Linked DNA regions of Mus musculus: region 1 is linked to region 2. A link is a contact called in public Hi-C data. All regions are on one chromosome and are shown on one strand. The core of a region is the stretch at or near the end of the contact, and the rest is flanking DNA. Distances in the headings are between cores, read along the strand shown.

The links. Hi-C and Micro-C count contacts between places; a contact is called where the count stands out from the background.
Region 1: a Hi-C map of bone marrow-derived macrophages shows a contact between it and region 2, with 3 times the contacts expected there. The contact joins two enhancer-like sites. A contact is called at or near these places in 3 of 15 datasets of contacts at CTCF or cohesin (CD8 T cells, large pre-B cells and pro-B cells), 18 of 484 Hi-C or Micro-C datasets (B cells, the C10 cell line, CD4 T cells and 13 more) and 3 of 115 datasets of contacts at active chromatin or transcription factors (CD8 T cells, bone marrow-derived dendritic cells and large pre-B cells).

What each region holds. Positions count from the first base shown.
Region 1 is chrX:107,335,559-107,339,247 of GRCm38.p6, reverse strand. No RefSeq gene overlaps it. Among named protein-coding and RNA genes, the nearest start is that of Itm2a, 66 kb to the left of the region's middle. Within about 2 kb of position 2,422, at least 5 of the 459 cell types and tissues checked have an H3K27ac peak or open chromatin away from gene starts, as enhancers often do. A contact at or near this core is called in bone marrow-derived macrophages, where this site is marked.
Region 2 is chrX:107,177,310-107,181,030 of GRCm38.p6, reverse strand. No RefSeq gene overlaps it. Among named protein-coding and RNA genes, the nearest start is that of P2ry10b, 30 kb to the right of the region's middle. Within about 2 kb of position 2,125, at least 24 of the 459 cell types and tissues checked have an H3K27ac peak or open chromatin away from gene starts, as enhancers often do. A contact at or near this core is called in bone marrow-derived macrophages, where this site is marked.

The DNA of each region.
Region 1 (3,689 bases), core at 1,173-3,672, 160 kb before region 2:
ACACAGGGCAATAAAATGTTTTATTTTCAAAAAAAGTAAATGACTTTAAATAAAATTTAATTTTAGTATACCAAAAAGATATGCATACCATTAATCAAGGGCAAGTGGATATTGAAAAGGTATGTAAGAAGTAAAAATATTTGAAAAATCAAAGAGCCAGATAACTCCAAGGTGCTCATCACCTCTTAAACTTTGTGATTTCATCAATGGCTACTAAATAAAAGACAAAATTATGAAATCATTTTTCCCCAGCTACATAGTCTCTTTCCATCCCCCTATGACATTTACTTCATCTTCTGAGTGTTCATTTGTGTTTAAGGCATGAGCTCTTGCCTCTCAGCTGAAAGACTATCTTTCCACGTGATTGTATTACTTTTCTCAGAAAATGTTGCCACATGTTGATAAACATACATGCTTTTTCAAAAGGTGCCAAAACAGTAAGACAAGACAAGCATACTCATCTCATTCTGCATGTTTATTGAAGTGTCACCTATAAATGATGAGAAAAGCAAGCAGCAAATACCAGTGTAGATTTTGTTCAAACTTCTTTTATAAGCTAAGTTATAGCTCCCTTACTTCACAGGACATGCATATCAAGAAGGTTTATTTGTTTTTTTTTTTTTTTTTAAAGAAAGGACTATTTTAACATTTCAACTCAGAACAAACATAACAAACCCTAACCCCAGACAAAAGATCAGTGGTAGCTAGAATGGAAAGATAATCCAGTAAAATGAGATGAGGTATTTAAGAGGCACATTAAAGTTTTTTCATATATTCTGGAGTTTTGTTTTGTTTGTTTGTTTGTTTGTTTGTTTGTTTGTTTTTAGGATGAATGGAACCCGTTAACACTTTAAGATGTCTGGGAGCCAATGATTTTTCAACACCTACCAAAACTGTTTTATGTATATATATATATGTATATATATGTATATATATGTATATATAATATACATAATATATATAATATGTATTACTTTGGACAATGGTTATTAATGAAGGTCCCCTGTACTTGAATATCATTTACAATTCTCTAATGACAAGTCAACATAATACAGTAATGAGGACATTATTATCTGCATATTAGATAAAACATTTAGGTGAGAACTAAACAGAACAAAAAAAACAATTCTAAATTATGTCTTACAGTAGTAGCAGAGAAGGTAGTGTAATTGTAGCACCAAGGCCTTTTGTCCTCTTGTAGGATTATAGGTTAGGTATGAGCTAGGGTGGGTGTCACTGTCACTGTAAGTAGCAGTGTGGTAGAATTTTAGAACATGTGGTGAAGGGCATAATAAGGTCCTGACCTCAACTATCAATATTCATGTATCCCTTTAATGGCATGTTAAATCTCATACTTACCTGAGAGATGAGCAACCCTAAAAGAAGTTATTCTGACTCCTGGTATAGAGTTGTGGAAGGAGGTCAGTCATCTAGGGTTTTTAATGACCACACAAAAAATGTGTTTGCCTGTGATGAGAAGATATACCAACACAATAATGAATGCACTTTTCTCTTTTTCAGGGTTACTAAAGCTCAAAATTTCACTTGCAATCATATAAAATATGACATAAATTCCCTCTGCATTGAAAAAGATGGGAAAGCTAAGAACAGTATATTTTCAGTTAACTTTTCATCCCTGACCAGAACAGATTTCAGAATATCGTTATGAGAAAATTACTAAGAAAACAGGGCCATAGGTATGGATTTTGGAATCATTATTGTATGAGTAGTAGTTGAAGACATACTATGTGCTTCCTCATTGTAAGTAGGTAACATGAGAAGAGAAATGGTCCCAGAATGTATCCTGGAAAAGAACAATGTTTAGTAGCTGACCAAGGTTAGGATGTGCAGTAAGGAGAAGAAAAGAAATAGGTATAAACTCTGGAAGATAGTCAAGATGGCTGTTTAGTCAAAAAGGTAGGAGCAAAGTTTCCAAAGATGGCAATCAATAAGACTAAGCACTTTGAAGAGATCTACTATGATAAGTATTTAAATATCACTTTACATATCAGTTTAGAAGTTTCTGGAGACCCTCAATAAAGCATTTTCTTTAGACAATGTGAAAACCAGGTTTTAGGAAAGAGTGGGAGATTCAGATGTGGGTGCAATGCACATAGGGCATTTGTGGAAGTCTAGGCTACATGGAAAAAGTGAGAAATACATAATGGCAATGCCTATGAAACAGGTTTTTTTAACCATATAATAACAGAATGATAATTCAATAACACACTGTAGTCAATGTAGCTCACGTCTGCCTGCTTAAACAAACCAGCTAAAGGTGTGTGTGTGTGTGTGTGTGTGTGTGTGTGTGTGTGTGTGTGTGTGTGTGTGTGTGTTTGCATCAGTTGTAGCTTAGAAGGAAAGAAGAAATGAGCTCATTGGCACATTAGGGTAACTATGTATACTAATATTTCTCTTCTCTTCCCCTTTCCTCCTCCCCTTCCTTCCCCTTTTCTCCCCTCCTCTCCTTTCCTCATTTTCCACTAAGAGTGTATAATGCCACCCACTGTTGCCTAACACTGGGAAAAATACTTTCATAGAGCTTATGGTACACATTTTTAAAAACTGTCAATGTTGCAACTATTTCTGTCACTTCTTTTTTTTTTTTTTTTTTTTTTCATTTTTTATTAGGTATTTAGCTCATTTACATTTCCAATGCTATACCAAAAGTCCCCCTTACCCACCCACCCCCACTCCCCTACCCACCCACTCCCCCCCTTTGGCCCTGGCGTTCCCCTGTACCGGGGCACACAAAGTCTGCGTGTCCAATGGGCCTCTCTTTCCAGTGATGGCCGACTAGGCCATCTTTTGATACATATGCAGCTAGAGTCAAGAGCTCAGGGGTACTGGTTAGTTCATAATGTTGTTCCACCTATAGGGTTGAAGATCCCTTTAGCTCCTTGGGTACTTTCTCTAGCTCCTCCATTGGGAGCCCTGTGATCCATCCATTAGCTGACTGTGAGCATCCACTTCTGTGTTTGCTAGGCCCCGGCATAGTCTCACAAGAGACAGCTACATCTGGGTCCTTTCAGTAAAATCTTGCTAGTGTATGCAATGGTGTCAGCATTTGGAAGCTGATTATGGGGTGGATCCCTGGATATGGCAGTCTCTACATGGTCCATCCTTTCATCTCAGCTCCATACTTTGTTTCTGTAACTCCTTCCATGGGTGTTTTGTTCCCACTTCTAAGGAGGGGCATAGTGTCCACACTTCAGTCTTCATTTTTCTTGAGTTTCATGTGTTTAGGAAATTGTATCTTATATCGTGGGTATCCTAGGTTTTGGGCTAGTATCCACTTATCAGTGAGTACATATTGTGTGAGTTCCTTTGTGATTGTGTTACCTCACTCAGGATGATGCTCTCCAGGTCCATCCATTTGGCTAGGAATTTCATAAATTCATTCTTTTTAATAGCTGAGTAGTACTCCATTGTGTAGATGTACCACATTTTCTGTATCCATTCCTCTGTTGAGGGGCATCTGGGTTCTTTCCAGTTTCTGGCTATTATAAATAAGGCTGCTATGAACATAGTGGAGCATGTGTCCTTCTTACCAGTTGGGGCTTCTTCTGGATATATGCCCAGGAGAGGTATTGCTGGATCCTCCGGTAGTACTATGTCCAATTTTCTGAGGAACCGCCAGACTGATTTCCAGAGTGGTTGTACAAGCCTGCAATCCCACCAACAATGGA
Region 2 (3,721 bases), core at 876-3,375:
AAAGATTCTTAGAGCCAAAGGTAGAGAATGTCTGCAAGAAAACATATTTTCCTAGACACAATGTGGTAATTGCACATATAAACTCAAAACAGATGTGATAGCAGTATCAAGACCTCAAAACAAACAAAACCCTAGCATGTAAGAAGGCGGGACGAAAGCACTACTCCTACCTGAGCTGTAATTGGTTGCTGCTATTATACTTAATACTATTTTACCATAAAAAGGAATGAAATATGATATCTATGGTACAAGTTAAATTTTAAAATATTATTCTGAGTCAGTATAGTCACACATAAAAATTATATATTATATGAATCCATTCATATGAAATATCTAGAATAGATAAACTCAGAGAAGAAAAGCAAATTTGTGAATTTAGAGGCTTAACAGATATGAGTTTTCCATTGAGTTGTTGAAAATAATTTATGACTAGATGGGCATTATGGTTGCACCCATTTTAAATGTAAAGGCAATCTACTTTGTGATGTACCAAAATATGTCTTTTACATTACCATGGTGGAATGCATATACAGTAAAAATCATAATACACATTTTTTAATTCAGGCTACCAATATGTAGTATGATAATCTCTTTTTTGTGATATTCAGCAGTAATATTGAGCTCCATGACAGCCCTGCAATCATGGCGACAATAAACAATCTATACTCTTCAGAGTTCTGTTCCTACAAAGTTATTAAATTAGCATGTATTAAATTCATATTTGACTTATGAAATTTTAAAATTACCATGAGCTTAATAGGATGCAACCTCATCATAAATGATGTACTCAATGCTGCTGAGCTGTCCACTTTAACAGGATTACTTCTATATTATGAAATTTTTGCATCAGTCTGAAAATAACTTATCCTCGAACTCAGAATTTTATACAGGAAAAGAACCAATATAGTGAATATATATTACAAGGGAAATTCACTAGATTGGCTTACCCAATTCATGCTGGGTCATATAAGTGGCTATCTGCATGCTAGGCAGTCTGAGACCCTAGTAATTTCTACAGTAGCATACAAATCTAGATGTCTCTACTCTGGCCATACTCTGGTGCTGACTCCATGAAAGATTTCTGGAGAGTCCTTGGTCTTTAGGATGCACTATAAGGCTGAAGAAACTGGGTTCCAAAGTCAGTGAAAATGGCAGCAATACAAGTAGATATAAAGGTACTTACCAGCAAGAAACCAAGGTGTGTATGAAAAAGAAGTACTGTTTTCCCCTTGGATCCCTTTATATGTATATGGGATACATATACATATACATATACATATACATATACATATACATATACATATACATATACATATACATACATGGGCTGTCACCAGAGTGTTCTGTCTGTTCTTGAGGTATTTTCTCCCTATAGCTAATCATTTAAAAAACATCTTATAAAGTCACCTAGAGGTGTATAAAATGGATGTCATTTATTGTAAAGTAGACCTACAATTAATTGCTTATGCCTTTATCATTACTTTCTTGAATATGCAAAGGTATTATTACATCAGTGCAAACATTGCAGGGGGGAGTTAAAAACAAAATAATCCTTAAAACATGTTTTGTGCTATTGTTGAGTTCATAATGTAATTCAAACAATATGGGCATAAAATTTTTCAATACTAGTGAACAAATGGGCCAATCTGAAAAACATAAACACAATGGCTGTGTGTGGTTTTCATGAAAGATAGCCATAGTGTGTGCTTTTTATAGTTCCTCAGTAACAGGATCAGTAGCATTACTTTAGTAAAGGAAGAAATTCATTATGAAAAAAATTTCATATGATTATATAGACTGAAACATTCATAGTTTTCAAGCTGGAGACAGAGAAGCTAATGCTACAGACATCCCAGGAAGAGAGCTAATAATTTGAATTTCTAATGTCAAAAGAAAGCTGTTGTAGTACCTAAAGTAGAAGTGCAGGAGGCAAAGGGACATATTCCCTGCCTTTTCTATCTTTACATCTCTAAGATCTACACTGTTCTTCCCTCCCCACCCCCTAGTCTCACTTGCATCATTGTGCCCGAAGTGTGTTGAAAAATCTCAATACTCATTTCAGAACAACTGAGCAGCAGAAATAAAACAGGAAGCCAGTCACCATAAATTTCAACACCTCATTTGGTAAAGAGGAAATTGAGGCCCAGAAGACATAGTGATTTGTGTGAAGTTTTAGCAAATGAGCAGGAAAACACACAGTTGATTTTGAGAGGCCAGACCAGTGTTCTTTTTTTTTCCCTCTAGCAGCATTGCTCCTCTGCAAACTATCAGCAAAAGTTCAGTTACCAGAACAGGCTCATTAGCACAACATCCAAGCTACTGAGGGAAAGACATTGTCCAGAAGTCAGTCTTAGAGAAATAGAGGCAATTCGAATTCTCATTAGAGTAACTATTACCACTTTGCTATATCCAGATCTATTATTGCTCCTGCAGAGGACTGGGGTTTAAGTCCTAATCCCATCATTGTGGTTCTGTAACACCAGCTCCAGGGTATCTGCTGCCTTCTTCTGAAGTCCACAGGCACTAGGCATGCAAGTAGTACATAGACATACATACAGTCAAAATTCACATCCATACATCACTAAATCTAAATGAAAATTTAACACTGAATTGTTTCACCATATGGAGAAGAGACAGCAAAAAGAAAATAGTATTTCCAAGTTTTGTCACCATCCACATCCTCCAGACTGCAAACCTTTTTATAAGTACAATAAAATCAATATTAAAAACATATAAAAAGCACATAATGATAAAAGTCATCTGTGGTAATACAACTTCACATGACATAGACTGCCAATACTAAGGTACCTGTCACATCTGAAAAGTACTGCTTGTGGCAGAAAGAGTTGTAATATGTATTTTCTCTCCACCTCATGCCAGAGCTACAAGGTAAGAAATTATAGCTTCAATTACTACTGAGGAAATAAAATCTTGGAAAAAAACAAATAACTCACTGAAAGTCAAATAATTAGTGATTGAGTTGACATTTAACCCCATGGTGCACAAAATCTGCAACCCCACAGTTTCCTTTGGTATTACATTACTAAGAATGGGTAAAATAAACAGTTCCTCAGAGTCAGAGAACAAATGTAACACAGACGATGTGAAATGGTCTCTTTGACAGAGTAAGTCTTGATTCACTATATTATTCTAATGAAAATTTTGATATCTGCAGCTTATGATAATTATGCCATGATTTTCCATGTGAACTATTCCTACATTAATAAGCTTTTAAGGAAACTAAGAAGTGATTTTTAATTGGAATATTATAATAAAGAACCTAAAAATATGTGTTATACCTTCATGGGGAAAATCTCATGGGCCTTCACGATCAAATATAAAGCTATAAGCAATAATTGACTACTAAAGAATGCAGAATTAATCCTCCCTGGGGATGAGCCTCCTAATTGGTTATCAAATACAGGTGGTCAGCCTTAAAATACAAATGGACTCGGCAAATCATATTTATATATTTATTTGTATATATCTTTCTTTGTGTATAACAATAATAAAGAAAAGAAGAATATGAATTATAAACGAAATGGGAGGACTGACATGGGAGGGGGTTGGAAGGAGTGGAAACAGAAGAAAGAATGATATAATACTATACCAAATGTCATTCCTGAAAATCTACATATAAAAAACAGACTGTGAAGATTGTACTTAATGTTTATGGGCACATGCATATATGTAATATATGCAACAATGAGGAAAGCATATG